Linked DNA regions of Mus musculus: regions 2, 3, 4, 5, 6 and 7 are each linked to region 1. Evidence: chromatin contacts called from public Hi-C, HiChIP or PLAC-seq and promoter capture Hi-C data. All regions are on one chromosome and are shown on one strand. The core of a region is the stretch at or near the end of the contact, and the rest is flanking DNA. Distances in the headings are between cores, read along the strand shown. Region 1 holds the start of Dab1 (disabled 1). Region 2 overlaps Dab1 (disabled 1). Region 3 overlaps Dab1 (disabled 1). Region 4 overlaps Dab1 (disabled 1). Region 5 holds the start of Oma1 (OMA1 zinc metallopeptidase). Region 6 overlaps Oma1 (OMA1 zinc metallopeptidase). Region 7 overlaps Dab1 (disabled 1).

Region 1 (4,069 bases), core at 1,078-3,577:
CTTGGGAGCTTCATAGGACAATTGTTGTGTATGCTTCAAGCTGGATGAGGGTGGCGGACAGGAAAACATCAAAAGGATGGAAACAAAATGGAAATCTGTTTTCTGCTTGAGAAGATGGCAGCCGGGTTCAGGGACCAGCATTGTGAATGCAATCATCACCACACATCTGAAAGAGGCATCAGGACTCCGTAGTTCTGACATGTCCAGGAAAGGCAGTTCCTAGAGGGAATAGAGGGCATGTGTGGTGCTTGGGCTTCTGGAGGACCCAAAGTAAAGAGATCTTAAAGATGAAGTTAACAGTCATTTAGTCCCTTGGGTACATCTTCCTGGTATCATTTTATCAACACAGTAAGTCATGAGAATATGTAACCATTTACATCTTCTGGTTGAGGAAAGGATATTTAGAGAGTGGGTTGGGATGGCTCATGTTCAGGCTCCCTGAACTGCTCACCAGTGGCTTTTACTCCCAATCTCTTGTTGGATGAAGGAAAAGTTGATGTGGTTTGTGATTATGGAAGTCAGGAGATGGTGAGGGACTTTTATCCAGCACTGTTGGATCTTCTTACTGATTCTTCTTCCAATGGCATTTGCCCAAGTTCTCTCCAATCCACTATCTCCATAGCAGCCAGAGTGAACTTTTTTTTTTTTTTTTTGGTTTTTCGAGACAGGGTTTCTCTCTATAGCTCTGGCTGTCCTGGAACTCACTTTGTAAACCAGGCTGGCCTTGAACTCAGAAATCTGCCTGCCTCTGCCTCCGGAGTGCTGGGATTAAAGGCGTGTGCCACCACGCCCGGCCAGAGTGAACTTTTACAAATCAACCCCACAGGGAATGCTACACCACTCACATCCCTAACTCCAGTGCCAAATCTACTTACTGACCTCTGTGGAGGTGAACCTCCCTGTCAGATGGAACCACCCACTCTATATCATACCACTGGGTCATTACCCTTGCTGCTTCCAGCTACAGGTGTACCCTCCTCCATCTTAGATGCCCTCAACTCATTCCTGCATGGGACATTTGCTCTGGCTGTTTCTTCTGCCCTGGAGATGAGGAGATGAGGTCCTACTGACGTAGAACTTGGGTTAGCAGTTATGACCTAAGCAGGTTCCTACTTGTTCCAGTTCCCTAGGTGTTCCGGTTGTTGTTATTGTGATAAAACACTGACCAAAGCCAACTTAGTGGTGTTACTTCATCTTATAGGTTTCAGTCCATCATTGAGGGAAGTCAGAGCAGGGACCTGGAGTAGGAATGGAAGCACAGACCATAAAGGGACTCTGCTTACCTGCTTGCTCTCCATGGCTTGTTCAGCTTACTTCTTAGACAACCCAAGACACCTGCCCAGAAGTAGCTCCACTCACAGAAGGCTGGCCTCTCCCACATTAACCCTCAATCAAGAATGTGGCCGGAAGACACGCCCACAGGCCCATATAATGGAAGCAACATCTCAGTCTGAGGGTCTCTCTTCCCAGGTGACTCAAGTTTCGTGTCAAGTTGACAAAAGCAAGCTAAGTAGCATCTCCAGTCACTTCACATTGCATGCCACCATCTATTTCAATCTTGGTGATCAATACCACTCAACAACTCTTCTTGATTTACTTATTTTCTGTGTCTTCACTGGAGAGAAAAGTCCAAGCCAAGCTGTACTCTACTCTATAAAATAGGGATTGGCATAGAACCGAGGTACGCTCACGGCAAATATTTACTGGGTTGTTGCTGACAGTTGTTGAGGGAAGGCAGGCTTGCATTGGAAGAAGGAAGAAATTAAGCTTTGTTTAGGGAGTTCCACTCTGTTTATCTCATTATATTCTCACCACAACCTCACAGAAAAGCTCATCTGATTCCCATTTTATTGATGAAGCAACAGGGACCCAATCCTCTGGTGCGGGCTGCCTCTCTCAGTGCCCACAAGCCTGCTCCCAAGGCGGCATCTAGAAACCACGTGCAATCAGGAGGGTGCCTCTGTAGCAGTAACCTCCCGTGCAAAGACCTTCCCTGGGAAGTGGCAGTTGGAAATGAGTTTCCATAATAAACCTCTGTTGCTTGCCCTAAAGCTCAGACATTCTAGGGAGCAGAGAGCCTAAGGAGAGCGCTGCGGGGAGACCAGTGATGGTTATAGACGATGCTGTGGTGATTTAGGAGGGAGTGGCAATTGGGTGCTGAGGGTCCTTTCCTGAGCAGAGCCCACACTGTGGCCAGGTGCAGCCAAGCCACTCTTGCCGGCGCTCGTATCCTTAGTTAGGTGGCGAAATGCTGATGGGCTCTCCTATTCGGGGGAATGCGGTAGTGATGTATAAGGTATGAAAGATGTGGCCTGCAGAGAGCCGGCACTATCTCTACTGCTGCTGCTGCTGCCACCGCTGCCTTTGCTGCCGCCACTACTGCCGCCACTAGAGCTGCCGGGAGTGAGCCTCCCTTCTTCCAGATACCCAGCTCCGTTGCATCTCCCGCTCCCTGGCCCCGCACGGACCTCCCCGCCCCAGGGAACAAAAGCAGAGTCCGGTCGCCCTGTTCTGCAGCCAGAGGATGATGTGTCGAGAGGGCTGAGCAGAGTGTGGTCTTCAGCGGCTGGAAGGTAGGAGAGGGTGTTGCGCCTGGCGGCCGCGGCGTGGAAAGCTAGGGTGGGCGCGCCAGGGCAAGGATGGCTTCAGTCGTCCAGCCGTCGGGTGGGCGCCTCATGGACCCTGCAGGGTGGTGGTCTGCAGCGCCGCGGCCGCAATGCCCACTGCGGGCCGAGAGTCGCGTTCCCGCAGCCACGAGGGAGCCCCTGCATGGGGACTGGAGGCGGAGGAAAGAAAAGTCTGAAGCCCAAAGCCAAGCGGTGGTGGCTGCAGAAGGGCTGTCCGCAGCTCTTGGACTTGGTGGCGCGTTTCGCCGCGCTGAACGGCCAGGCGGCGGCCGCAGTGTGCGCAAAGTTTTGGGTAGCGCGCAAAGGCGCAGGCAAGGGCCGCGCACAGAGGGGCAAGTTGTGGCCAGAGAGCTAGGGCGACCCTCAGGACAACCAGCGGGGTTTGCCTAAGAAGGGGACAGGTGGATTCTGCTCCCCTCCAGCATAGAGGAGACTGGGTTGGAGCGGCGTCGTTTTAACCCTTTGGTCCCCGGGGGAAAACAACTTCATCCGTGTTGGAGCCTGCTGGACCCTGGCCGCTTTGAGGCTCCTGGTTTGATCCTCCTGTGGCCGTGCGCAATTCTCTGCTTCTGTCGCGTTTTCATTTCTAGCCTCTTAGGTTTTAGCTGGCCTGGGGTCTTTCCCTAGGTCTGTATCCCTTGGACCATTGCGTACATGTTTCTCTATCTCCTCGCTAGATTGACTCTTGGATGCTGCTTTGAAAAATGAAATGATTAATCAATTAGGTTAGTGGTCAATTAGGCATAACCTTGTAGGAAAATAATTATGTCGGGCTCTCAGCTTCCACCGGTGATGAGGTGGGAATCGAGCCCAGGTACGGGGGCTGTTCCCAAATAATAGTACTGGGGCGGGGGCGGAGGGGGGGGCGGTTGCGTTCTGGAATTTAAAATTAAGAGGATGGTGACCACCCACCAAGGTGGTGGGAGTCAACGGAGGAGTGTGTGTGTGTGTGTGTGTGTGTGTGTGTGTGGTGTGGTGTGGTTTGTGTGTGTGTGTCTGTGTGCGTGCGCGCTTGCTTCAGTTTTTGCTGAGAAAATTAACCCTTGACAGACTAGTCTGGGTAGACTTTTCAGGCAACATGGTGTATCCAACGGCTTGAAGGAAAGGTGTGTCCCCTTGCATGCCTGACCCCCTAACACACACACACACACACACACACACACACACACACACACACCCTTCCAAGCGGCTCCCTCTGCGAATCGCATCACCTCGTAGTGGCTTTGCTGAGCTTCGGGAGGCTGAGTTTAGGGGACTGCCTCTTAGTTTCATGTAGAAAGAATCGCATCATTGCAGACAGAGCTTTCTGTACACTGCTTAGCAGAACACATATCTCCCCCGATTGTGTTAAATAAAACCGTTATTAAATGGGAGCAAAAGGGAGACAATCTGTTTCCAGGGCTGGGAAGTTCTGCTGCATAGTGAGGCTTTTTTTTCCCCCT
Region 2 (4,069 bases), core at 869-3,368, 490 kb after region 1:
CTTTTAGTCATGGTGGTTTTTGTTTTTGTTTTTGTTCTCACAGCAACAGAAATCCTGACTAGGAAGCCTCCATGTATGTCTGTGCACCCTATGATACCACAGGGAGAGGGAGTTGATGGTTGTGACCCTCCATGTGGGTGCTGGGAATTGTTCTAAATAGCTGAGCCATCTCTCTAGTCCTATGGCTTCTCTTTCAACCATACAAACCCTGCTCCAGTCTTCTTGAAAGGAAGCCAAGAAATTAACAGCAATGCTGGGCCATGTGAACAACAGTTGTTTTTATGGAGAACAGGGAAGAGCACTCACTGTTGTGGTTATTTGTGGCATGCCATCAGCCAACAATGTAAATTAAATTAATTAAAAGGCATTGTATATTTCTAGTTCCAGCATGGGATTCACTCCATGGCCATGGAAATTTTGAATAATGGGTAATAGTCATCTCTAATTTCTCAACATATGTTTTTTTCACTTACACAGCTGTGAAAAAAATTATATTTATATTTTTGTTGATGCATAATTTCCATCCTGAAAACAGAATTCTTATTAGCATTAAACTGCCAACAGGTGTCTTTTATTTAATTTCTTCTTCTTCTGGTGAGCTGGAATAATCCCCTCTCTGGCAGGAAGTCGGCATTTTTTCTCATTCACTTTTACGTCCTTAAGAGTGCCTTTAGCATTATTTTCTACTTGATAAAACACATCCTCTCAAGGCTTCGTTATTTTCACCCTGGTGTTATCTGATTGAATATTTCAATCATGGAAACTTGGCATATTTATTTCCTCTCTGAGACCACATAGTACTAAGGTGTGGGGGGAGGTTGATGGTGTTTTAAAGGTTTTTCTCTATGGGATACGCAGGACTTTAAATGACCCAAGTGCATTCGAAGCCTGGATTCTTTTTTTCTTTTTGACTATTAATTAAAATGTTCTTTCAGATGCAAGGTAATCAAACCAATTACAAATGCATCCTGCATTATATCTAAGAAGGCCTTTGGAGAGAGGAAACATTCCCGTGAGACCCTGTTGGTTTCTTCAAAACTGCTTTTCTCTCTACCAACACTAAATAAATAAATAAATAAATAAATAAATAAATAAATAAATAAATAATAAGCAGCTTGAGCTGCTGTGGTGCCTCTTTTGCTTGGCTGCCCGGTGCTGAGTTCTCCAGACTGACTTCTTTGGGATATAGCTCTGGAAGGGGCTTCTCCCCAGCAAAGACTTCCTGTATTGTCACCAAATGACACCCTCCTCCACCCGTGTTGTACATAGCTTGGTTTTTCTCCCTAAAATTTCACATTATCTTTTAGATGGAAAACAGAGCAAAATAGTTAAGGACTGGACCTCTAAAGCTAGGTTTCTTGGGCTCACAGCCAAGCTTTGTCATATTCTGCATACTATTGAATAAAATATATAATAACCTCTCTCTGCCTTATTTTTTTCCATTGTGAAACAGAAGGAATAACAATACTTAGTTGGTAGGTTTTTTTATGAGACAATATATAGAAATTACTTAGAATAGTAGCTGGCGAGTAAGCAGCAACCATATACCTAATGATTGACACATCTTAGTTATTATCAAGTGCATTGTACTTGATAATACTTGATTGAGTTCCCTTCATTTAAGAAGGCCTTTAAGAGAAAGGAAACATTCCTGTGGAGTCTGAAGAGACTCCAGACTACGCCTCTCTTGAGAGCTAGAATGTGGTTCTATACTCTTGTACCCCAGGTGCCTGTGCTTAGGAACAGATGTAGGTAGAATGAATGAATAAATCAATGAAGACAGACAATCTGGAAGTCGGCAAGCAGAGGCATCTCCTATTTCTGTTCTGCAATGTAGTTTCCATCCTTGGATAGTCGTACCATAGTTCACGCTAAAGGTCTGCTTGCCCGCCCTCCCCCATGACTCTCTACACATTGGCTACACGTTTGCAAGAAGGGTTGAGTCCAACGCCCACACTCTGGTGGCCTAACTTGTCCTGTTTTACGTTCCTTTACCAATGCCAAAATGCATATCCATTGATCAGATTTCCAGTATTCATCACATGCAGGCACCAGATGGATCTGAATAGTTTCCGTAACAACCAATTTGCATTTGGACTCCGCTCCAAAAATGCCTTCCCATTATAGCTTCCATTTGCCTTTGGTGGGTGCACTCCATCATTTTGCAGTCTTTTCTGAAGGCCATACCTCTGATTTTGGAAACTGTGGATCAATCTGATACAACTGAGCTGCCTGGAATTAGAACAAGGAATATTTTATTGCCAAATCATGACTTGCTCATGTATTTCTACGTACACCATGTAACAAAACTTGTCACTATAATCTCCTTTTGCAGACAGCCCCCCAAGGGATATCTGCGAGACTGAATTTCCCCTTGCACTCTTCTAAGGCTTCATCTTTGGGTGACATTGCCTAGTCGGCACAGTTCTCAAGCCAAGGTCTTCCTGTTAGAATTGTTATGCTTATTTGAGACGCATGTTCAGTTTCATGAACTTAAATGAGGAGTAAGTAATAAATTCACGGGAGAAATTGGGTTAGTATGTGATTAACATCATGGCTGATGCAGATGGGTGTACCGATGATGGCAACATGTGCTTGTATCATGATGAAATGCAGATTAGAGGCCCTGGAGCCAACCCAAGGAAATCTGCCCAAAACGGTTTCATCTCTGTCAGCTTTAATCTGATTAAAAGAGAGTGTGCTTTAATGTACCAAGAAAAATGAGACTGCCTGATATAACCAAGTGGCACTCCCCCTTCCGTAGAGATATGATGAAAATACTTTTCATCGCCATGCTTTGGGACATCTGCTGGACTCTAAGAGCAGAGGATGTGGATTCAAGTTTCCTCTCGGTCGCCAGCTTACCCAATGCAATCTCAGCAGGGTCTCAGTTTCTACATCTGTAAAAATCAATGTACTGGGCGTCACTAATGATTTTCGATAATTTTTTCCCTTTGCATACAACTGAGAAATGATATTCAGGCACTCCCATGAGCAGCCTCAGGGTTATGCGCAATTACCCACATGCTGGGACAGCTCAGTCCCTTCTTTCTGCTCACTAAGCTTGTCAGGAAGCATATGAGTGAAACTGACATTTCCAAATAACCTTGAATCCTGTTCTGCCTAATTTATTTAAAACAGTACAAGGCAAATAATTTGGAATTTTGAGTACATACTTAGCTTTAGAAAGTGATTTGCTCTGTAATTTCCACAAAGTGCATCTTGAAGCCCATGTTGTTCTTCTCCAGCCTAAATGAAGTTTACAGTCCCTTCTGATGATATTTCTGTTTCTCTGAAAGCAAATCAAGGGACCAGAAGAGAAAGCCTCATGGTGTGTAGTCTTTAGTTACTTGAAATGGAATCAGCAGCAAGGCAGGTGTGCAGGGAGGCCTCACTTTGGTAGAGTTTCTCATTCCCTCTTGAAAAGTGATGGCTCACAACAACTCCCTGATTCATATGCTGAAGCACATGAAGAGATTCACTTGTACAGTGATGGAATCGCACCAACACTTAAGGGCATGATGGACTACTTTTTAAATGTAAGCCTAGTTAGTACTTAACTCAAAACAACGCTAAGATAAGCTTCAAAATGTTTTCGTGTGTAGTATTGATCTGCATGAAAATAAAACAAATATTTGTAGTATCTAGTTATTAAAATTCTGAGTAACAGACAGATGTGTTTAAGAAGAAAGCCACAAACAGGCCATTGGATATTAGTGTAATTTTGAACGTAAATGGCTTACACAGTTTTTCCTTTGTAACAGTAGGCTACTATAGATAACCTGAAACACACCTGGATGAAGAAAGTATAAATGCAATTTGGACCTAGTAAGAAAAAGGGGAAATACAAGAGTACTCCCTGAAACAGAGAGGGCAAGCTACAAACCAGCAAGAAGTTTGAAGGGTTACAGAAAAAAAAAATAAATGTAGAACTGAAACACTTCTAGTTCCTAAGTCTTGGTCACCTATGTTTAAGTTTCCATTGAGTAAAATACTATTCCTTTGCCAGCGGTTCTCAGGCCTCTGATGCTGAGACCCTCTAACACAGTTCCTCATGTTGTGGGGACCC
Region 3 (4,069 bases), core at 468-2,967, 420 kb after region 1:
ACAAAGTTATAGTTTAGTTATCGCAATCTGTCCATGTTTTGTGATTTTTTTTTATTGTTTTTGAGAATTTCTTACGTAAGTATATAGAAGGGCTTGCTGAGGAGATGGTAATGATATTTTGTCTGTACCTCCTTCCTGTGCATCCAGTCACTTCCCACTGTTCGGATAGCGGATTTGTTGCCACAGGCTCACAACACCACAGTGAGGGAAAGGGTACACAGCAGTGTGGGATTCTGGGCTGAAGGCGCTTCCCACCCGGCACCCCAGCACTGACATCATTGCAGGTTCAGGTTCATCTTCCATCTCCTCATCTGTATGGCTGTAATGATACCTGCCTCATAGTATGAGGACTTGGTGATCCATGTTAAACAATGGCAAGCACATAGAGAAAACTTAAACCAGGTTAGATTTTTGTGATTTATTAGCCATATGGCCTTGAGAAACCTAATTTTTGACCCTGGAGAAAGTAATTTTGATAAGCTTCCACCTCTATGCTTAGAGATGATGAAAGCACTTATGAAATGTTATTGAGGACAAATTTAAAATAAAGCTTTTAAGCTAGGCCTTGTGGCATAGGCCAGTAATCTCATACGCTAAAGCATGAGGACCACATGTTCAAGGTCAGCTTGAGCTATAGACTAAGATTAAGGCCAGGCTAAGCAATTTTGGCAGAACCTGTTTCAAAATAAAAAGTATAAGAAGGCTACCTAGATAGGTTTGCACATACTCTTTGTCCCAACACTTGGGAGGCAGTTAGGTAGACCTATAATATTATATATATATATATATATATATATATATATATATATATATATATATATATATATATATATAATACATATGTTTTATTATATACACACACATATATATTTAATCTACAGTACTCATATAGCCAAAGCTATACAGTGTGACCCTGTGTCAAAACTATCTACTGTAAACAGTGACACCCTGTCTCAAAACATATATATAGATAGATAGATAGATAGAGAGAGAGAGAGAGAGAGAGAGAGAGAGAGACCCTGTCTATATGAGTACTATAGGTATATAGATATAGCCCTGGCTATATGATATATATATAAAGTGAAAAAAGGATTGGGAGTACTGGCATGATGTCTCACCTGGTAAAATTCTCATCTGATTGGCATGATATGAGTTTGAACCCCCTACTACACCTATGTGAAAAGCCAGGTGTGGTAATACATCTCTGATCCCAGCCCTGGGGCATCAAAGATCAATGTGATCACTAGAATTCACTGTCCTGCCAGCTTACCTCAGTAGGTAAGCTCAGGCTCTATAAGGGACATTGTCTCCAAAAATAAGGAAGAGAGCAATTGAGAAAGGCACCCAACATCAATCTTTGTCCTCCAAGGACATAAACACAAACAGATACATGCAAATAAATTTAGGCAATAAATAAATACATAAATAAATAAATAAAATCACAAAGCCTTCAAAACACAGTGCTTAAGCTTGGCACCCAAAAAGCCCCAATTAATATCAGCTTTGGATAGTATCTGTATTGGCACAGTATTTGACATGTGTCCATATCAACTATTTAAAAAAAAAAAATACTTGCTGAACGGTGAAGTTACATAAGAGCTCTTAAAAGAAACTCAAGTCCTAGAAGGGGCTGTCACAATATTGAGATGATGCCCAGACCAGCTTACAGCAAGGGAACTGGCTGTTCTCAACCATTCATGTTGAATGATTTGCTTCAGCGATCCAGAATATTCCCTACCCCCACTCCCCCATCCCTCCATCCCCACACTGTTTATAAGCCTGACTGCAGACAGTGATGTTCAGGCCTGGAACTAAAATCAATCTATTTATTGTAATGACTTCTAGTTACATACACCCAATTACCACTGTCATTAAGAAGGCAGTAGCAGCCAATTTTGAGTAACAGTACAACATTAGGCATTCAATGTGTATAACTTCAAAACAATGACCTTCTGGGGAATAGGTAAAGCTTGTAGGATAAAAACCTTTTGTTTTTCACTCATCCCCCTCTAAAAAAGCAAACCAAAATCTTTATGTACTTATTAATATTGAGCCAGAGAGGAGGTTCAGGAAGCTGTGCATGGTGATTGAACGTGTTGAATATTGGCACACACAATAACACAACTGCTAGGAAATTACCCAGTTGAATTCCAATCTTTTTGGAAGGTGTTTGCAAAATTGTAGGCATCCTGGTTAGTAAAGAAAAGGAGCGGAGCTTGGGGAGACCTTATGGGAAGAGTGGAGTAAGATGCGAGCCCTGCATGTGAGCTTCAAGCTCCATTGTGCGCTGTATCGCTAGCTAGGCTGTGTCTTTGTCCTGGTCACCTAACCCCTGTTCCCATGTGCTTCATCTTAAAATATGGAGCAATGTGAAGGATGGATTGGGGGCTTTCCCTGGCTCGGATTCTCTGGAGTTAAGATCCATCCTCTGCCTTTCACCTGTTTTCTAGATGAACAGAAAAAGAGGACCTGAAGTGCATGAAGAATTATCCTAGTAGGATTTGACTAGGCAGTTAATTAACAAAACAAAGCAGTGACATTCTACATCATATTAGTTGTGAATTAGTGCTGCAGATTGCTACCTCATCTATAAGACAGATTCCATTACAATCCTTCTGGGGCCCATAGAATCAGTAACTTAACAGTTTTCAAATTTCTCGAACACTGAAAGTTAAGTACTTGCCTTTTTGAACCTATTGTTTACCTAACCCTTCTAAGAATCTCCGCAGCAGCAATGTTACTTACTTTTCATTGCTATGAGGAAATACCACTTAAAGAACAAAGAGTACATTTTTGCTCATGTCTCTGAGGGAGAGATGGTGGGAGAAGCAGGGCAGCTATAGCAGAAAGCTGAAAGATCACATTTTGTGGCAGGCAGCCTAGAGGACAATTTAAAGTGGGCGAGGCTGGAAACTCTCCAGACTCCTGCAACAAGACTCCACCTCCTCAGTGGTCTGTACTCTCAACCCCAAACCAACGGGGCCCTACTGTTCAGATACTTGAGGCTATGGGGGACACTTCATTGAAATCACTACAGACTTAATAAGGAACAATTGTGCTCTGAAGACCTTTGAACCCAAACTATGCCTTACTAAGGTATAATCCTTAAAAACATAAAACAATAACTTTCCTTATCATATTGGTACTTCAGATTTCTGCCCATCCACTCAGGTATCTTTCTGACTTGAAGAGACAAAATTATCTATTAACTTTATCAATAATAAGTACTTATTAATTGATGTATATTATACTAATTATAATTAAGCAATTATTAACAACTAATCTATTAATCTAATTAATATACGTGATTTCTGCAGCTACACCATCACCAAACCACTCTGTCTGCTTTTCCCTTTGCTTTCTCCATCTTTGTAACTGACTATGTTGACTCTTCATGGTGAGCTAGTCCATGTCACCTTGGGTTCAAGTTTTCCGATCCAGCTAGAGAGTAGCTGACTTAACAGAGAACATACCTAGCATGCTAGCAAAGGTTCCTCTGTTGGTCCTCAGCACCAGACAAAATTTAAAAACCCTTGGAATGATGTTAAAATAAAAGGCTATGCTTAAGTCTCTTCTCAGCTATTTAGTGAATGGTGTGATTTACTTAAATGGCTTTTTCCCATGGGTCTCAGTTTCTCCATCTATTAAAGGGGAATGATCCCATTTTGTAGGATTTTTATTATGGGTCAAGAAATCAAGTATAGAAAGCCTTAGCAGAGTTCTGAGTACCAAATGTGTTTCTATATAATCATTATTGGTATGCCTGTCTCATTCTGGATGAAGAGGAGGCTTCAGAAACCTTTTCTCTGACATCGCATTTCACTGCACATAATGCTAGATTCGTTAAGTGGTTTAAATTGGAGTTGCCTAAATAAAGAACTTTTTTTTTTCATTCCAGCAGTTTGTAACCAGGGGAAATGTTTATGAATATAAGATGGGAAATTATTCAGCAATAAAAGCAACATAATAATGTGGGATTATAAGGAGAATTTTAAAAAATAACTACGGTAACAAAAGTGTATACACTGTGTGATTCCAAGTAGATAAAATATGCATAGAACAAAAAATT
Region 4 (4,069 bases), core at 1,143-3,642, 340 kb after region 1:
AGTTACTCCTGAGACTTCTGCCCTGTACAATTTCAGTTTGGTATGGACAACCCAGGCTCACTCCATACCCAGCTTGTGTGCCAACTGTAAAACAGGAGGAGCATCCTTGCCTAAAAGTTCTAAGCAAGACATTCCAAGGCAAAACAATTCTAGGTTAGCATTGAACATGACTAACTCAGGGTATTCTTGGGCTGTGACACTTTCCAGTGCTTGCAGGAAAGGCAAACCTGGGATCCAGAGTCATTTTCTCAGTTCTGTCTAGGCCAGTTCCCAGAGACCATCCCAGCAGTTCACAAAAGAGCATACATGTGCAGCACTGGACACCAGTCTCTTATGCCCAGGGGTATTCTCGATATTGTATTTCTTTCAACAAGGAGTCCTATTTTTCTCTCTCTTTCCTTCTTGGGCATCTCTGTATTCAACTGCTTAGCTGGATGGAGAAGGTCCTATCCATGTGTTACTTGGGTTGTTTACACTCTTTCTCTTGTACAACGGAAGGGATCTGGTTGGCCAAGAATCTTAGAGGGTCCTTGAACATCCTGCCTACATTAAAATGGTGCTCAGTAACTTCTAAGAGAAAATAGGCAAGGAAATAGCTCGTTTGCAACTTAGAGCTCATTCCAATCCTAGCCTAGTCTCCAATTTATGCTGCCAAGAAGCCTATTGCTGATTATGCTGGATGCCCCATAAATTAATGAGAGCTGGACTTAGAGGTGACAACGATCGCTGAGCCTGTGGAGCAGAAAATGCAACACTAATACATATGTTTCAGAAATGTCCCTTTGTCTATATATTTGGAGAAGAAAGTGCTGATGAGGATCAATTTCATATTGACTTTAAATTTTTCAATTGACCCAGTGCTCTTTTTATTAAGTAATGCACATGAGAACGTTTCGTCCCAAGCCTACTTTATGGCTTGGAGAATTCCCTTCAGAATCCAGTAAGCTGGGTAGAATTTGAAATACAATTCATTCATGTATTCTTTTATTCATCCTTTAATAAATATTTATTGAGAAGCTGCTGTGTGCTTAATTCTAGAAACGAAGCTAGAATGTGAGTAAGACCCAATCTGCCCTCAAGGAATCTAAACTCTAATGAGGTAGCCAGACCCATCAACATACAGCTCTGCCCTGAGCAGTTGCCTCTTATTAGTGAGCTGTGTAACTGGTAGGAAAGTACTTAGGAAGGACTCAGTATTCTTGGCATCTGATAAGTACTAGCTCTTTTTGAATGAATGAATAATTAGATGAATAAATGATATGGTCATTTAGCTGAATTTTAAAATGGCACAGCAATCAGTTATGCAGAAAACAAAAGTCATTTGGTATTGAGGAATCCCAATGTGTAAGACAAGGCATTTTGGTGTTTTAAATGCCTCCCAGAGCAGGAGAGGGAGAAGTAGGGTCAGCTATTCTAGAAGACAGCAGGACCTTGGATGTTAAGCCACCACTTATGCAAAAAGAATAGACCTGCTTCTAGAAGAGGCAGTTCAAGGTCCTCCTGCTGTAGGGACAGGTCTGGCTACCCAGCGAATGACTCAGTTGTGACTACTTCCCACAGTTGGAACAAAGATGATAAGCAAAACAGAAAGTGATTGCTCAGGCCATTGGATGCGCATCTGAACATGCTCCAGGTAGAGGGTAGGGTATTACAGTGTAGAGGCAGCCTGAGAAGAGCCAAAGGCCTGCTTTCAAAAAGAACCTGATTCAAATCCTGTTTTGCCACATATCAACAACAGCTCTTGATTCTGGAAGCCTGGATCCTCCTGCTGCCTGTGCTGTGTCTTCAGCCTGACTGAATGTTGTGCTATGAAGTGTTTTCTCCTTTATGCTTTCCCTTCACATGCTTTTCTCAACTAAGATTTCCCACATCCTTCGTTACTGTCTGTATGCCTGCAAGTGGTGCTGTTCTGTTTTGTCTTAATCCTGTTTAAGTCTGAAGCAAGTCTGGGCAAACATGAGCTCCTCTCTTTTGAACACCTGCCTCCGGGACAACCTCCCTGTGCTGTGCATAAGCAGCTTGGAATCTTGGGCTCTCTTGAACTTGATGCAATGCCTGTAGTGGCCTGGTTGATTTATGGCTGCTTGCTCCTGTGTTTGATCTTAGAACAGTCAGCTGTGATGTAGCGCCTTCATTTTACTCACCTGCTGGCATCTTCATGTTTGGTCAATAGCTTGTTAACTACTCTGAGGACAGGGACTGCCCTTCCTGGCTAACATTGAGAGTGGTCTCTATGGTAACTGCATCCCATCAGAGACCATGCTCATTCTTCAAGGCTCTCCTCTTCTATTTTTCTCGGGTGACTTCTGAGTAACCTGTAAGGTTTGGAGCCCTGTCTCACCCTGCCAGGAAGCTAGTGCTGATTGAAAGTCTCACAGAGGAGCTGAACAAGACATGCTGCTTTCTTCTGGCTAGGCTGGCTTGTTCTGTGTTGCATTTGGGCCAGGCCTGCTGGGACCTGTCATGCCTCCTTTATCGTTGCTCTTTGTGGCGGTCCCCAGCTACTCCTCTTGGTCTCTCTCAGAAAGCTTTGCTGTGGATTCTCCAGATCTCCCTGCTCATTAATATCTTGCAACAATCGCCTCTTGAGTCCTGCCACTCTGTGGGTGCTTTTGTTCATTGTCTCTCTTTGTTTAGTCATTCTCTCATCTCCTCAGAACTGACTCCCAGGCTTTCCTGTTCTTCATCTGTACCAGAGAAATTATGCCAAAGATACTCATGTAGACTGCTCAGATAGAATACAGAAGGAAACCATCATTTATATGAGATCGGATGCTAGAGTTTTCAATCTGCTTATGACATTAGGGCTCAGCAATAACACAGGTGATCACAAGCCTCATGTGGAGAACTGTGTTCCAGGCACCGTGGTGAGCTCATCACAGCCTTACAATGCCCTAGCAAGGAACATTCTTTTTTGTCCTCATTGTATAGATAAAGATAAAGTTTCTGTCTCTTCTCCAAATCCCTTCATATTTTAAAAGAAGCATGCCTCGTTGGGAGCCTTGAAGGCATGCCACATTACCATGTTTTTGCTCTGCCCATTTCTCTGCCTTAAGTTCTTTCCAAAGCTTCCATGATTGTTCAGTTCTGTAATGCTGACAATTGAAATGTGGAGGCAGGATGGTCATGACTTTTGAGGCCTCTTAGGACTACTCTGAGTTTTAGGCCACCTGGATTTTATACGGATCCACTGTTGTCTTAGCCACCATTCTATTGCTTTGAAGGGACACACAATGATGGCTCTCTTATAAAAAGAAGACATGTAACTGGGGGCTGGCTTATGTTTCTGAGATTTAGTCCATTATCATCATGGCAGGGAGCAGCAAGGCCACTCCTGCTCCAACAATACACCTTCTAACCCTTCTGACCCAGGGAATAGTGCCATTCCATGATAACTAAGCATTCAAATATATGGCTATGGGGGCTATTATTATTCAAACTACCATATTCCACTCCCCAGTCTCCATAGGCTTGTAGCCATAACATAAGGCAGAAATGCATTTAGTCCAATTTTTAAAAGTTCCTGTAGCCTATCACAGTCTCAACACTGTTTCAATGCTCGAAGTCTCTTCTGAGACCCAAGAAAATTTCTTAACTGTAATCTCTGTAAAACCAAAAAGCATATCATATACTTCTAAATGGCACTATATATATATATACATTTGAGAAGGAATAAAGGGAACGTGGCGAGGAAATACTGGAACAAAGCAAGACCAAAAACAAATAGGGCATCTTCTATATTCTGCATCTCTGTATCTGATATCAAAGCATTCTTCAAAACTCCAACTCCTTTCAGCTTTGTAGATGGCAACCAACAAAATTATTCACTTGAGCTGGTTCCACACTCAGTCTGCAGCTCTCCTTGGCAGGTATACAATGACTCAGATATCACCAATATCTTGGGGGTCTCCAGTAAAATGCAGGCATCACCTTCACAACTTCACACAATAGCCTCTCTGGATACCCCGACAAGTGCCTGACTTCAGCAGCCTTCCTTAGCTATGGTTTAAAATTCCATAGCCCCTTTCTTATATTCTCAACGCTGAAACCAGAACTAAAGCTATCTACT
Region 5 (4,069 bases), core at 451-2,950, 310 kb before region 1:
CACGTACAAAACACTTATGTAAGGAAATAAATATTGAAAAAAAGGAAGTGACCAATGTCAGAGACTGGAACCTCATTTTCATCCATGACCAAGAACTACATGTAAGAAACAAAACATGTCTACATGTCTAACATATAAATGAGGGGGCTGGCAGGCACTATGTAAATGGCTCATAAAATGTCTCAGCCAGTTATCATTGATCTTCTCCTGCCCCAGTCTTCCACGAGCTGGGACTAGAAGGGTGTGTCACTATACCCAGAAAAATATCACTATCTTTAAATGAAGTTAAGTATTGGTAAGTTACCATTAATTATAGCATACTGAATACTCACCCCAACCCCCTTCCCTTCCTTTTGGCTTTCTCTATCTATCTAATTCTCTTCTTACTTTTGTTGTGTTGTTGTTGTTGTTTTTTGTTGTTTTTGTTTTTTTAGGTTTTAAGACAGAGTCTTACTCTGTAGACCATGCTGACCTGGGATTGACCATGGAATCTGCCAACCTGGTTTTGAATTCAAAGTCATCTTCTGGTTTCAGCCTCTTAAATGGTAGAACTGAAGAGATAAACCACCATGCCCTCGTTTGAGTTTTAAAATGTTTAAGTTCTCTAGGGTTCTGTCTCCCAACTTCTATTTTCTCTTAACCCATCTACCCCTTTCCTCAATGGTACCCAAGGTCTGACTCATCTCTTCCTTACTGGTGACTCTGCTAGTTATGTTCCCAGCTCCCATTGGGTTGTAGAACCATGTTCACTCTATGACTGCTTATAAATATTTCCACAGCCCATCTAGCGGATGTGATGGATTGAATACGCCTAAACCTTCAGTGTAGTCATGCTCTCTGTCCACCTTTGTCAATCCCTGCTTCATGATGTCTTCCTTGCAGTAACCATATGATATTGATCACCACCATGAAGTGTCTGTCACACATTAGATAAATATTTGTTGAATACATAAATAGTTGAATACATAAATAGTATTTTTATCTTTAATGTGTGTCTTAGGTAGCCTATTAGAAAACCAGAATAATTCATATAATCACAAAGCATCTTTTTTTTTTTTGGCTCTGGTGGGTAGCTGCAGCTCCCACAGAATCATGCCTGCCAGTATTCACACTCCTTTGTAAAACATTCCCACAATGAAATCTGGTCTTAGGACACTCCAGGAGCTGTTGTCATGAATACTGCTGACCACTTATAAGTCTGGTGTCCTAGAGCGATCATGGTGAAACAGTCTTTCATATTTAGTCTTATTTTTATGCACCTTTATCTAGGACTGAGGGATGATTGTTAGTAAGTAATCGGGATGCTGGAGTTAATGTTATACCTACGATCAGAATGATCAGTGCAGCTTCAAGTCAAGGCATCATAGTTCTCCAGCAGCCCCTGGAATCGCTTTCCTTTTGGCAGAACTGGTGTAGAAACTACAGCAGGCACGGTTTTGCATGGATCCAACACAGCCATGCCAAGTACCAAGGAGGTGTAGAGTTCCTGGCAGGTAGCTTAAATCTGGGCTATCCTCCTCCCACCACACGGGGGCGAGACGGCGCCACAGTCCGTACAGCCGCAGCCGGCCAGGACTGGGACTGGGGAAACGGACTTGGCTCTCACAAGGGCGGAGCAAAAAGCGCCGGAGAGGTCCCCAGGGCAGGAAGTGAGGGGGCGGGGCTTGGGAAAGGTGTGCGCCTGCGCGGAGCCGGCTGTTGGATTCCGCTCGGGCTGTGGCTTCAGTGCGCGCTCACGGTGACGGCTCGGCGTTCTTCCAGAGCGGGGCGGGGAGGGCGGAGAGGGGAGCGGGGCCCGGGGGATTCGGGGACCGCGGTGGGCCTAGGCCGTGCCGGACGAGGCGAACGGCTCGGTGGGTGGAGCTTTCTGGAAGTTTGCCTCCCGCCTCGGGTGGTGGCTTCCTCCTAAGCGGCGCTTCCTCCAGGCGTTGCCGGTCTGGCCTGTGCGGGTCTCCCCTCCGCCTCGCCGCTCGTCCTTGTGCAGAGCGACACATGCTCTCCTGCCCCAGCTCGCAGCATTAGCGCAGTCGGAGCAGTTCCAGGGAGCTCATTGGTTTCCTCAAAAACTTGTATTCAAGGATCACTTGTTATAATACTTAGCACTCGCGGTGTGACGGGGAGCAACTGTGCTGGGGCAAACCTCCGCCAGAAATGTTAGTCCCAGCAGATGAAAACCCCACATTTGGAATTTAGGAGTTCATCGCCTCCTAGCGTCTCTCAAGGTCTTGGAGCCCTCTTAAAAGGATTTAACTTCATAGGCATCATCCCGAGCCAAGATGCAGGGGTGCGGTGTGACATTTGGAAGCTTAAGAGCCAACCCTGATAACTTACTTTTTTTTTTTTTTTTTTTTTTTAAGAAGCTGTCCATCATGTGTACTTAGCTGGAATGATTATTTTAAAGTGCATGTCCTATTTTTGCCAATCTGACAGCTGTTTCCATAGAAACTAGAGAAGAAATTGTAGTTTTCAGTAAGAGTTGTTAAAACTGTCTCCTAGCCATCAGCAGTGAGTGCGAGTGAGTGCGCACTACTTGCTCATTCTGAGATGGCACTTGAAGAACTAAGGGTTTGAAATGTTCTTAGAGGCTAGCAATCCAAATTGTGTAATTTTCTCACATCATTAATTTCCTAATCCTACAAGTCTGCCAGCTATGTTTGTTGGCCTGCCACAGTTCTTTGAAGAGCACACGTCAGTCCCAGTTCTTCTTAGGTGCTGTGTAGTGTAGTGACTGGCTCTTTGAAAATGTATAAACAGATTTCTTTCCCCATTAAAAACATTTTTTTTTTGAAGGATTAATCAGTGATTACGGATTAACAACTACGGTTTCTATTCTGGATGGCACTTGATTGCCAGTGTTAGAAATGCTAATGATTTTAATTATGTACCTAGTGTTTGGAGCTTTTGTTTTTACCTTCTATGGGTAGACTACGTTAAATATGTTTGCACCTGCTCTGAAATGAGCACTTTTCTCATGAGCAGATAGATCCCAGCAGTTCGAATAGGGTGCATGACATTTGGAAGAGAGTTTATTTTCTGAGGGGGGATATCTATACACTAGATGTTCTGTCATTTAGCAGTGGATGAAGGAGGCTTGGAGAAGGTGCCTTTGGAACTGGGAAGCTGGAAGCAACATTAGGAAGTTTATTGAAAAGCTCACAGATAACCAGTGGAAATTACAGAAGAGCTTGCTTGGCTTAGGATTCACAAAGTAACATACCCTGTAAACACTTAAATTGCCCAGAAAGAGGAAATACTGGATTCCTCATAAACACCGTTCTGCCCCCTGAATTTCACGTAGGCTTTTTATAAGACTTATATCTGTATCTATTCGTGTGTTTGTCTTTACTAGCTTTACTGATTGGGCAGGCATTTTTGTCTTGTCTTTGCTTTTTATCTGCTACACAGAGTGGCGTCTGACTTGTAGCATTCATTCCTATAATGATTTATCAATGAATTAATGAATCAATGACTAAAACAATCCTTAACCAATGAGATACAGGAATGTTTGGTTAAGATGATCAACTTTTATTAATTTGGTTGGCAACATTTTAAAATAGGTAAATTTCACATTAAGACTGAATTTGTAGCGTTTGCAGAAACGTTTGTAACATTTGGCAACATAAAAAACAAATTTTGTTATATAGTTGGGCCTCCTTTGTGTGACTGTTCACATCTGCCTGGCCTTGCTGCAGCTTGCCTGCATCTATCACACTAACCCGCACTGTGCAGAGCTGTCCTCTTATTCATTTTAATAAAAATGAAGCAGAGTACAAATTGTGCTCCTCATATGCACCTAGCCACACGCCAGGGCTGCCATAGTGGACAGCACAGGGAACATTCTATAGGAAGTCTTATGTAGTGTTGCTTTTGGCATTGGACTTTGCTTCTCCTGTTACCCTGTTGGACTGAAGTTTTGTTTTTAAATTGTCTTGAACAGCTCTGTGACTCAAGTGCTAGAGTACAGGCTCGCTCTTCTCAGCTTCAGGGCTCTTGCAGGTAGTAGCACGTCCTGCTGTTTGTAGATTAGCATATCATCTTGGTTATGGATCAGAGCAATGTATCTTAATTC
Region 6 (4,069 bases), core at 560-3,059, 270 kb before region 1:
CTCACTTCACGCCCCACCCAGCTACACATGATGAAGCAGGTCTGGTGAGCCAGCATTGGCCTCTGGACTTCTCCAGGGCATCTGGGCTGACAGGCTTCTAATTCTGATGGCTTTTGTTTTCTTTTGCCGTCTTACCCAGTTCCGCATGGTTGCCCTCCTTTATCATATGGTTTTCATTTATTAACTGAATATGTATTTGTTGTACACCTTGCTGTCTACCAAGTAACTGGAAGTCACAATGTCAGTAGGACACAGATATAACTGGTTAATAATTTTAACAAAGTTTGGAGCACTGTGGTAAAGACACACAGGCAGGTTCATCCCATGAAAGAATGCAGCAGAATGATAGTACTTGTATCCACGTTTGAATGACAGCCCAGGAAAGGGACCGAGAAAGACTCATTTAAAACACAGCTCTTTGAGATAACTAAGGATTATCCTAGTGTGGTGCTGGGGGTGGTCTCAGGGAAGATTTGGTACAGAAAATAGTTTGCTTAAAGGTGAGGAAAACAGGGCCTGTCCTGGAATTAATATCTCTCTGTGGCTGAAATATAGACAGTTCAGGAGTGTCCATGGAAAGATGGGACGGAAAAGGTAGGCAGAGACTTTGTTAGTGGTCTTAAAGACTAAGCCTTGACTGAGCTCACAGATGGAGACGCAGGGTGTCACAGAGATCTTGGAACTCTGATTTCTTACATGCGACCACAGACCACAGGCAGGCAGGTTACTTACCCTCTCTGTGTCCTGTCTGAAAAGAGGATGATGATGCTCCTGCTTGCAGTGTTCCCTTTGGTGTCGTGGGCTTGATTCCTGTTTGCGATGGGTACCCCGTACCCTGCATCTTTTGGATGTTTACTGATCAGATGCTTGTGTGTATGTGTGGATTCAGGTGTCTCATGCTGTGAGACAAGAAACTCTCTAGCGTTGAGCTAACTCCCCAACCCTGGCCTGCAGTTCCCATCAGAGTGCCAAATTATGCTAAGATTTGTCTATAGTTATGATTTGTAGCTTAGCTTCCTTTGTTACCCACCTGTGAGAGAGCAAATGTGCTGACCCAGGGACAGACACCCACACCTTACATAGTCGGCCTGACTGCTCTAAGTTGTCATTACAATTCTGCATGGAACTTGTGAGTGTGGTTAAGGGGACCTTTCTGTGAGGTAGATCTGTTGCTCACAGATCTGAGGCCAAGGAGCAAACAGAATATAGAAAATTCCATAAGTAACATGTAAGCATTTCTTCAAACAGGCTCTGTCTCCTTAAGATACTTTGTGCCTCGGCTCTGCTGTTGCTGTGAAGATGTCAGTTTTATATGCTTACGTTTTTATTTGGGAGAGCTGTGAGTTATCATTATGAAAATGATCAGAATGCTTAATTTAGAATTAGTGATTAACTTGTAAGTCTACTGTGGACTGAGCATAGAATAAACAGTTCAAATCAGCTGGGCAAAGGATATTTGACTGTTTGATTTTTTTGATATGTATATTCATTTGTCATTGTGAGGAAATTTTGACACTTGGCAGTCATTTGTAGAAATGACTGTATTTTTTAATTTCACAAGCAACCAAACCATCTATATTCATTTCTGAGTATCCGTACTGAAATCTAAAAAGAGAAAGCTAATTTTCTTTTAATGCTTCTAAATTGGGGGCAGGCTCCTTGGAGGGCATTATGTGTGATTGCTTTTGATTATTACGGAGACTGGGGAGGCGTGGATGTGTTATTTGTTTAGTGGGTGGGAGGTAAGGATGATAAATACACAAGAGTGGTTTGAGAGCCCTCCCTGGGAGAGATTGTCCAGCCCCAGAATTGCTAAGGATCCTTCTGGAAGCATTACTGTTTTCTGCTAGTGACCTGAGATAACTGTGCTCATAGCACCATCTAGTGAGTAAAGTGGGTAATAGCAGAATCCCCTTTATCACAGAAATAAGAACCCAAAAGTTTAAGACTCCTGTATGCTCACAGTCAGCTATTGGATGGATCACAGGGCCCCCAATGGAAGAGCTAGAGAAAATACCCAAGGAGCTAAAGGGATCTGCAACCCTATAGGTAGAACAACAATATGAACTAACCAGTACCCCAGAGCTCGTGTTTCTAGCTGCATATGTAGCAGAAGATGGCCTAGTCGGCTATCATTGGGAAGAGAGGCCCCTTGGTCTTACAAACTTTATATGCCTAAGTACAGGGGAACGCCAGGGCCAAAAAGTGGGAGTGGGTGGGTAGGGGAGTGGGGGGGAGGGCATGGGGGACTTTTGGTATAACATTGGAAATGAAAATGAGGAAAATACCTAATAAAATATTTTTAAAAAAGGAAAAAAAATCCAATTGAGTTCCTCTACTCACATTCACAGATGAGGAAGGTGACAAAAAACCAAAAACAAAACAAACAAACAAACAAACAAACAAAAACAGTAGGTTATAGAACCATAAGTGTTGGGCCCAGGGAGGAAAACTGGAGCTAACTTAACTCAACTTCTCCTTTTACAGGCAGGGAAACTAGAGTCCAAAGTGGTGATGTGATTTACCTAATAGCATACTTCGTTAGTAGCAAGACTCCTGACCCTTGTCTTCCAGGTTAGTGCTGAGTCTTCATCACAGCGAACGCCTTTTTGTTGTACTTGGATGAGTGCCTAGGTTCTTAGATTACTCATTTAAGAATGAATCAACAGCAAACAAAGAAAAGTCTTGTTCCAGAGACATGTTATATAGTAACTTCCACAACACACACGCTGTGCCCAAGTTTTGTTTTGAATCTATTCTCCCCAGAAAATGAGGATTAACTTGATTATTCGTTGTTGGATTTGCATTGAGCACTGAGTCTTATGACTCAATAAGACTACAAGAGACAGAAAAGAAGTGTGTGTAAAATTCATCCAGAACTTTACCATCGGTACTGACCGGTGAACCGGCACAGTGGCAGGCAGACGATACAGAAGATGTAGGCAAGGACTTGCAGTTACCGAACCATGAAATAACAACCCATTTCTCCTCTGTGCTGGCACACACTAGGTGTTACTGATAAGTAACAATTTCTATTGACAAATCCTGAGAATGACTCAGCTACAAGTAAGTTTTTATATCACGTTTGATCAGAGAAGAGCAGTTTTAAATTATTGACTGGAAAAACTTGTAAAGGACAAGTGACTTACAGAAGAAGAGTGACTGTAGACAGGAGATACACTGGGACAGGCTGAGGCTGTGTGTGCAGATGAAGGGAGCTTGCTTCCGGGAGATGCTGAGGACAGTGCAGGCATGCCTTCAGGACGGGGACACCTGAGCCCATGCACGGAGAAGGACTGCTCAGGTGACGCTGGCCATGCTGTTTACAGTTAGTCTCAGTAATGTTTATGTGTGGGTCCTGTCCTAAGTGGGTTACATGTAGTAATTCTTGTACTTTTCATTTCAGCCTTGAGGGACAGGCACTGTTACATTCTTGGTTTTACAAATGAAACTCGACAAAAGAGAAGTTAAATGACATGGGCATCTCTCACTGATGGTGGGTTTCTCCCTGCTCCGAGAGGAGGTGCATTCCTGTGGGATGCGGACCTTCTTTCTTCCAAGCTGCTGGAAGCATCACCTCTAAAAGATGCCTGTTCTTATACATGTTTTGTTCCCTTTAAATATCATACCATTCTTAGCGTATTTTCCCAGCTCTTGGCCATTCTGTAACAGTCCTTTGTAGTACTGTCAGGTTATTGACCTGCCTCTGACACGTCTGTGTGGGATACAGAGAGGATGCTAGAACATCTGGTTCAGATGCACAATGCTACTGGCCTTCAAAAAAGACTCCATGCTAATCTCAGGCTTTTCCTTTTGAAGGGGTGATGGCTAAGAGTTCAGAGCCCCTTTCAGTTTGTACTTGGTAGTGACCATTTTGGTCATAGGTGAGATAGATGTAGTCTCAGCTTGGTCTTTCTCTGGTGTGTTGGTGTTGGGAAATGTACAGGTTTTAAGGATGGTTATTATAGTACTGTATGCCTTATGGATATCATACCCTGTTGAGTTTATAATCAAATAAAAGAGATTCATTATCAATTAATGTCTTTTACTGCATATTCATGCATATTGT
Region 7 (4,069 bases), core at 830-3,329, 260 kb after region 1:
CAGAACTGCAGCTCAGTGCTGTGAAGAGCCCAGCCAGGAATAGTAAGTGGCTTGTGATTATCTAGATAATTTCCAAGCCACTCTCTGAGAGGACACAGCAGGTTGAGCTTGTGAGTATATATATTTAAATCCAAGTCCTATGGACTCCCATGTCCTGTGAGCCCAGCTTTGATAGCAAACACATCTTTCCTGTCTGAGTGCTGTTTGTTATGGAACTGTGACATGCTCGCTTGCATAGATAGTTTATTGAATGTGGAGGTTTGCAGAAGTGACTCTTGAAAATATGTAGGTACCCAATGTCTCAGTGTGGTGGGAGGGAAGGAATCCTTTGGTTAGAGAAAATGTTGAAATGGGTAAGTCATAACACAGGAAGGCCATGGGTCAAAAGTCAGTTAGAGGTCTATGAAATATTTCTGGGGTGAAATTTTTCCATAGCATTTTGCAAAAACTATTATGTATATGAGAGGGTGTGTGATGATAAATTCCCTTTTTGTGATTTTCCTTCATTTTCTGGACTATGGACCCTTCTTCAGCAAAGGAAAATAGAAGAAATTTTGATATACTGACTTGTGTATAAAATTCCCCTCTGTATCTGTGGAAGATTGGTTCTAGTCCCTTTAAATATTAAAACATTGGATGCTTTAAGTATCTATATTAGGGGCATAATAGTATATATGTGTGTGTGTGTGCCTATATGCCCACATTTTACATATATATATATATATATATATATATATATATATATATATATATATACATATATATCTGATTATCTCTGCATTATATATAATGCTTAATGCAATCTTAATTTAGTAAATGATCGTTGTATGATATAAATGTTGGGAAAATAGCAAAAAAAAAGGTCTGTATAAAATAATGGATGATCAAATATGATCAAATATGTGAATAAAGAACCTGCAGATGTGAAGGGCTGTCTCTCTAAATATCAGAATATACATATATGGATATTGTACACACACACACACACACACACACACACACACACACACACACACACTTTTACCTTGAGTTTTGCCAGTTCATCTATGTTGAACTTCTTCTCTATGAACACAATATCTGTTTGCACATCTGAGTCTCTGGATCCCCTGGAACACCTGAAGGTCCAGTCTGGAGTCTGTTCATTTAGGCTGAGATCACATACAGCTCTTGAGAAAGGTTTGCAGTAAGTGAAGGAATTGCCCACATATTACAAGGCAGAGGTTGTCTAACCTAGGCTTCCTAACCAGCCCTCAAGGGTCTCCCTATCTAAAATCTACCATATCTCTCCCTTTCCCCTCTCTAAGTCACTCGATACTGTGCCATGTTAATTTCCTTTAAGTTTTTAACTTGTACATTTGTGGGATATAATGTGATGTGCCTATATGCCCACATGTTATATAACCAATTAAATCAAAGCAGTTGCCATAGCTATTGTCTCTAATGTTTATCACATAGACAGAGATTAGCAAAGTGATTAACAGAAGGTAGAGTGGAGACAGGAAAGAGACAAGGTCAAGACTAGTCAACACACTATCAAAATTATGAGACAAGGAAGGACACCATTGAGTGCTCTATCGTGAAACAGGGTACCTGTCCTTATCAGTAATGCATCATATATTTCCAAAGGCTGAAAGTAGAGTTTGAATGTTCTGTCTTTTGCACTCCAGTATTTCCTCATATTTTGCACTGTTGAATTTCTCTGTTTGTGGCTTTGCTTTTCCCTCTTTCTGGGTGATGGGCTCATTTGAGAAAGTGGAAAGCTGGGTGTACCAATTGTGTACTGTGTAGTACCATATGAGGGCCAGCACACACATGAGTTCATTTGCCCTCCATAAGAATTCTTGTCTGTCTTTTATGTGACACAAAAGTTAAGCTCAGAGAGAGAAATATGCTGAGCATAGGCACACAGCTAGAACAAGACAGAGCTTCAAGCTAGGCACCAAGGACCCTAAAGCTGTGATGTGCCCATTACCTCCCTGGTCTCAGCCCAGACTTCCTCTGCCAGACAACCTCCTCCCCTTGCACATGCCTTCCCTGTGGCAGGACCTTGTGGCAGTAAGCCCGGGTAGTGTGGAGTGCTGCAGCAAACATGCGCTCTGGCAGCTTTGAATGCTGCACAAGGTATGCCAGGAAGAGGGGGAACAGTTGGTGAACAGTTGGCGAATGGATATTTTTATGCAAGGGTTGCCTAGAGAGAGGGAGAAAAAGAGTCAGGGAAAAAAAACTGTTTATAAAGAAGCTACAATTAATAAGGTCTTTGTTAGCTTTTTGGATTTAGATTTTCAAGTCCATTGCTTTGGGTTTGAAAAGAAACAGAAAGGCCCCCACAGAGCCAAGCCCCTCAGTTTCCAGAGCATGAAGGCATTTAGGAAACTGATTCAAGCCTGAGTGTGCATTGAAGGTTTTAATTATTCAGCAAAGAGTCCAAAGATGGTCTAAATTCCTTTGGACAGTTTCTTATCAGGGTTGTTTATTTTGTAGGACACTTGGTATGTGGGCTTAAAAATCCTCAGAATGACAAAAGAAAGAAGGAAGGGGAGAAAGAGACAGGGGTTAAAAAGCCCCAACCTTTCAAGGACTCCTGAGAGATGCTAATGGCCTATGGCTCCACAGCCCCTTCCAAAGCTTTGCTGTTCTCATCTATGAAATAGCAGTCATCAAAGTGAGTAATTTCATGTGTGTGAAAATATCTTATGAACCATAAAACATATTGTTGGTCTTTCTAGAACATTCTAGTTCCCTTACCACTTTTTGTATATAAATTCATTCCTCAAGCATTTAATATCCATATTGTAACACAGATTTTAATGTCATACATTAGTGCCTAGAATATGCTAAAAACTATAGTTTGCTATAATTGGCCCTTTGACAGTATAAAGTAGATATTTTTTCTCCCCTTTCATTTCCATGTCTGTTTGAGAGCTCACAAAAATGAAGGGGTCTAAACCAAAGTCAATAAGAGGGAGAATCAGGACTGAGAGATAACCACTGGGCTTCAATATCACTTCCTGCCCACTAGAGTCAGAATCTCCATAGCCATCTCTACAGTTTGCACAAAGATGGGTATTTGGTTATGCTAAAATTTGTACCCTACCCACATGTTAATAATGATGTCTTAACCCCTAGGATCTCAGAATGTGATCTTATTCAGAGACTGAGTCCTCATAGACCTCATTCCCTGTATTAATTTAATCAGATTTAAGTTGTAGTCCAACATGATTTTAGTATCCTCATGTTAAGGGGACACTTGACATAGTGACAAGCATTGACAGATAGAAGATGAAAGAAAATAACAATTTATAGCCCAAAGCCTGAGGCAGATCCTCCTCTAATGAGTCTTAGAAAAATACCAACCCTATAAAGTTCTTGATGCCATACTTCCGGCCTCTAGAACCAGAAGAGAATGCAGGTGTTTGTTTCAGCAACCCAGTGGTAGTGCTTTGTGATAACATCTTTAGCAAATAAATACATAATACTGCCTTCTTTTATCCATAGACAACAGAAGAAACAGAGATAGACGTGTCTTGCTCATGTTGAAAAATATATAGCCCAAGGCCATGCTGAGATCACCACCACATTCCCTGTGGTGGCTGGAAAGCTTTGGGGACAAGCTCATTTTTCAGCTTTGCTCACTGCTATGTCCCAAGCACTCAAAGTATCAAAGTAGCACTTACTCAGTGAAAGAATACATTAGCTTTCCTTTTACTAACTACCCAAGGTATCACAACTATGGTTAAAATATATCATGTTGGAGTAAGAGTCCCAACAGTTGCATAGCTCACAGGGGTTGTCACAACAAAGAACATTAGACTCTGTATCCATAAACCTTCCTAGTAAGACAAGTAATTATGAGCAAGTCTCCAACTAAACTTGGAAATTTTGTTTTATGGATTCTGGGGTACAGAATGCCAAGATCCTAATTCTTTTCTGCCTGGAACCTGTTGACTTCTCTTCCTTCTTCTCTGGCTCCCATGCAGCAATATCATCAGGTGGTCTTTTCTACCCAGAGTTCCCACACACACACCTACCTTCCTTTCTTTCTTTCTTTCTTTCTTTCTTTCTTTCTTTC

What was found. Promoter capture Hi-C pulls out the DNA fragments that hold promoters and counts their contacts. A called contact is a pair of places that touch in the nucleus more often than the background predicts. HiChIP or PLAC-seq counts read pairs in DNA pulled down with a chosen protein or histone mark.
Region 2: a promoter capture Hi-C map of hippocampal neurons shows a contact between it and region 1, with 12 times the contacts expected there. The contact joins the enhancer-like site here to the promoter of Dab1 in region 1. A contact is called at or near these places in 5 of 39 promoter capture datasets (hippocampal neurons, liver, stem cell-derived epiblast-like cells and 1 more), 4 of 484 Hi-C or Micro-C datasets (cerebral cortex, cortical neurons and ventral hippocampal neurons) and 2 of 115 datasets of contacts at active chromatin or transcription factors (VIP interneurons and forebrain).
Region 3: a contact with region 1 is called in a Hi-C map of cortical neurons, with 2.5 times the contacts expected there. The contact joins the enhancer-like site here to the promoter of Dab1 in region 1. A contact is called at or near these places in 2 of 39 promoter capture datasets (cranial neural crest and liver), 3 of 484 Hi-C or Micro-C datasets (cerebral cortex and cortical neurons) and 1 of 115 datasets of contacts at active chromatin or transcription factors (forebrain).
Region 4: a Hi-C map of cortical neurons shows a contact between it and region 1, with 2.5 times the contacts expected there. The contact joins the enhancer-like site here to the promoter of Dab1 in region 1. A contact is called at or near these places in 3 of 39 promoter capture datasets (cranial neural crest, embryonic stem cells and liver) and 1 of 484 Hi-C or Micro-C datasets (cortical neurons).
Region 5: a contact with region 1 is called in an H3K4me3 HiChIP or PLAC-seq map of forebrain, with 5 times the contacts expected there. The contact joins the promoter of Oma1 here to the promoter of Dab1 in region 1. A contact is called at or near these places in 2 of 39 promoter capture datasets (hippocampal neurons and liver), 2 of 484 Hi-C or Micro-C datasets (cerebral cortex and embryonic stem cells) and 1 of 115 datasets of contacts at active chromatin or transcription factors (forebrain).
Region 6: a contact with region 1 is called in a Hi-C map of cortical neurons, with 2.1 times the contacts expected there. The contact joins the enhancer-like site here to the promoter of Dab1 in region 1. A contact is called at or near these places in 2 of 39 promoter capture datasets (embryonic stem cells and liver), 7 of 484 Hi-C or Micro-C datasets (cerebral cortex, cortical neurons, embryonic stem cells and 1 more) and 1 of 115 datasets of contacts at active chromatin or transcription factors (forebrain).
Region 7: a promoter capture Hi-C map of hippocampal neurons shows a contact between it and region 1, with 7 times the contacts expected there. The contact joins the enhancer-like site here to the promoter of Dab1 in region 1. A contact is called at or near these places in 5 of 39 promoter capture datasets (embryonic stem cells, hippocampal neurons, liver and 1 more) and 2 of 484 Hi-C or Micro-C datasets (cerebral cortex and cortical neurons).

Annotation. Positions count from the first base shown.
Region 1 is chr4:103,617,173-103,621,241 of GRCm38.p6, forward strand. Dab1 (disabled 1) reads left to right here and starts at 2,328. Exons shown (of 18, transcript NM_001369047.1): 1 at 2,328-2,573. It overlaps Gm36604 (a long non-coding RNA gene), which reads right to left and starts at 1,882. Exons shown (of 3, transcript XR_376479.3): 1 at 1,284-1,882.
Region 2 is chr4:104,111,538-104,115,606 of GRCm38.p6, forward strand. The region is part of intron 2 of Dab1 (disabled 1); the gene reads left to right. Among named protein-coding and RNA genes, the nearest start is that of Gm36661, 86 kb to the left of the region's middle. Within about 2 kb of position 2,119, at least 12 of the 459 cell types and tissues checked have an H3K27ac peak or open chromatin away from gene starts, as enhancers often do. A contact at or near this core is called in VIP interneurons, cortical neurons, hippocampal neurons and 1 more, where this site is marked.
Region 3 is chr4:104,041,939-104,046,007 of GRCm38.p6, forward strand. The region is part of intron 2 of Dab1 (disabled 1); the gene reads left to right. Among named protein-coding and RNA genes, the nearest start is that of Gm36661, 17 kb to the left of the region's middle. Within about 2 kb of position 1,718, at least 11 of the 459 cell types and tissues checked have an H3K27ac peak or open chromatin away from gene starts, as enhancers often do. A contact at or near this core is called in cortical neurons, where this site is marked.
Region 4 is chr4:103,959,374-103,963,442 of GRCm38.p6, forward strand. The region is part of intron 2 of Dab1 (disabled 1); the gene reads left to right. Among named protein-coding and RNA genes, the nearest start is that of Gm36661, 66 kb to the right of the region's middle. Within about 2 kb of position 2,393, at least 15 of the 459 cell types and tissues checked have an H3K27ac peak or open chromatin away from gene starts, as enhancers often do. A contact at or near this core is called in cortical neurons, where this site is marked.
Region 5 is chr4:103,312,146-103,316,214 of GRCm38.p6, forward strand. It overlaps Oma1 (OMA1 zinc metallopeptidase), which reads left to right and starts at 1,701. Exons shown (of 9, transcript NM_025909.3): 1 at 1,701-1,738. It overlaps Gm36523 (a long non-coding RNA gene), which reads right to left and starts at 1,577. Exons shown (of 6, transcript XR_867961.2): 1 at 1,327-1,577; 2 at 1-13.
Region 6 is chr4:103,344,437-103,348,505 of GRCm38.p6, forward strand. All of the region lies in intron 7 of Oma1 (OMA1 zinc metallopeptidase), which reads left to right. Among named protein-coding and RNA genes, the nearest start is that of Oma1, 33 kb to the left of the region's middle. Within about 2 kb of position 1,810, at least 53 of the 459 cell types and tissues checked have an H3K27ac peak or open chromatin away from gene starts, as enhancers often do. A contact at or near this core is called in cortical neurons, forebrain and liver, where this site is marked.
Region 7 is chr4:103,879,767-103,883,835 of GRCm38.p6, forward strand. The region is part of intron 1 of Dab1 (disabled 1); the gene reads left to right. Among named protein-coding and RNA genes, the nearest start is that of Gm36661, 150 kb to the right of the region's middle. Within about 2 kb of position 2,080, at least 26 of the 459 cell types and tissues checked have an H3K27ac peak or open chromatin away from gene starts, as enhancers often do. A contact at or near this core is called in cerebral cortex, cortical neurons and hippocampal neurons, where this site is marked.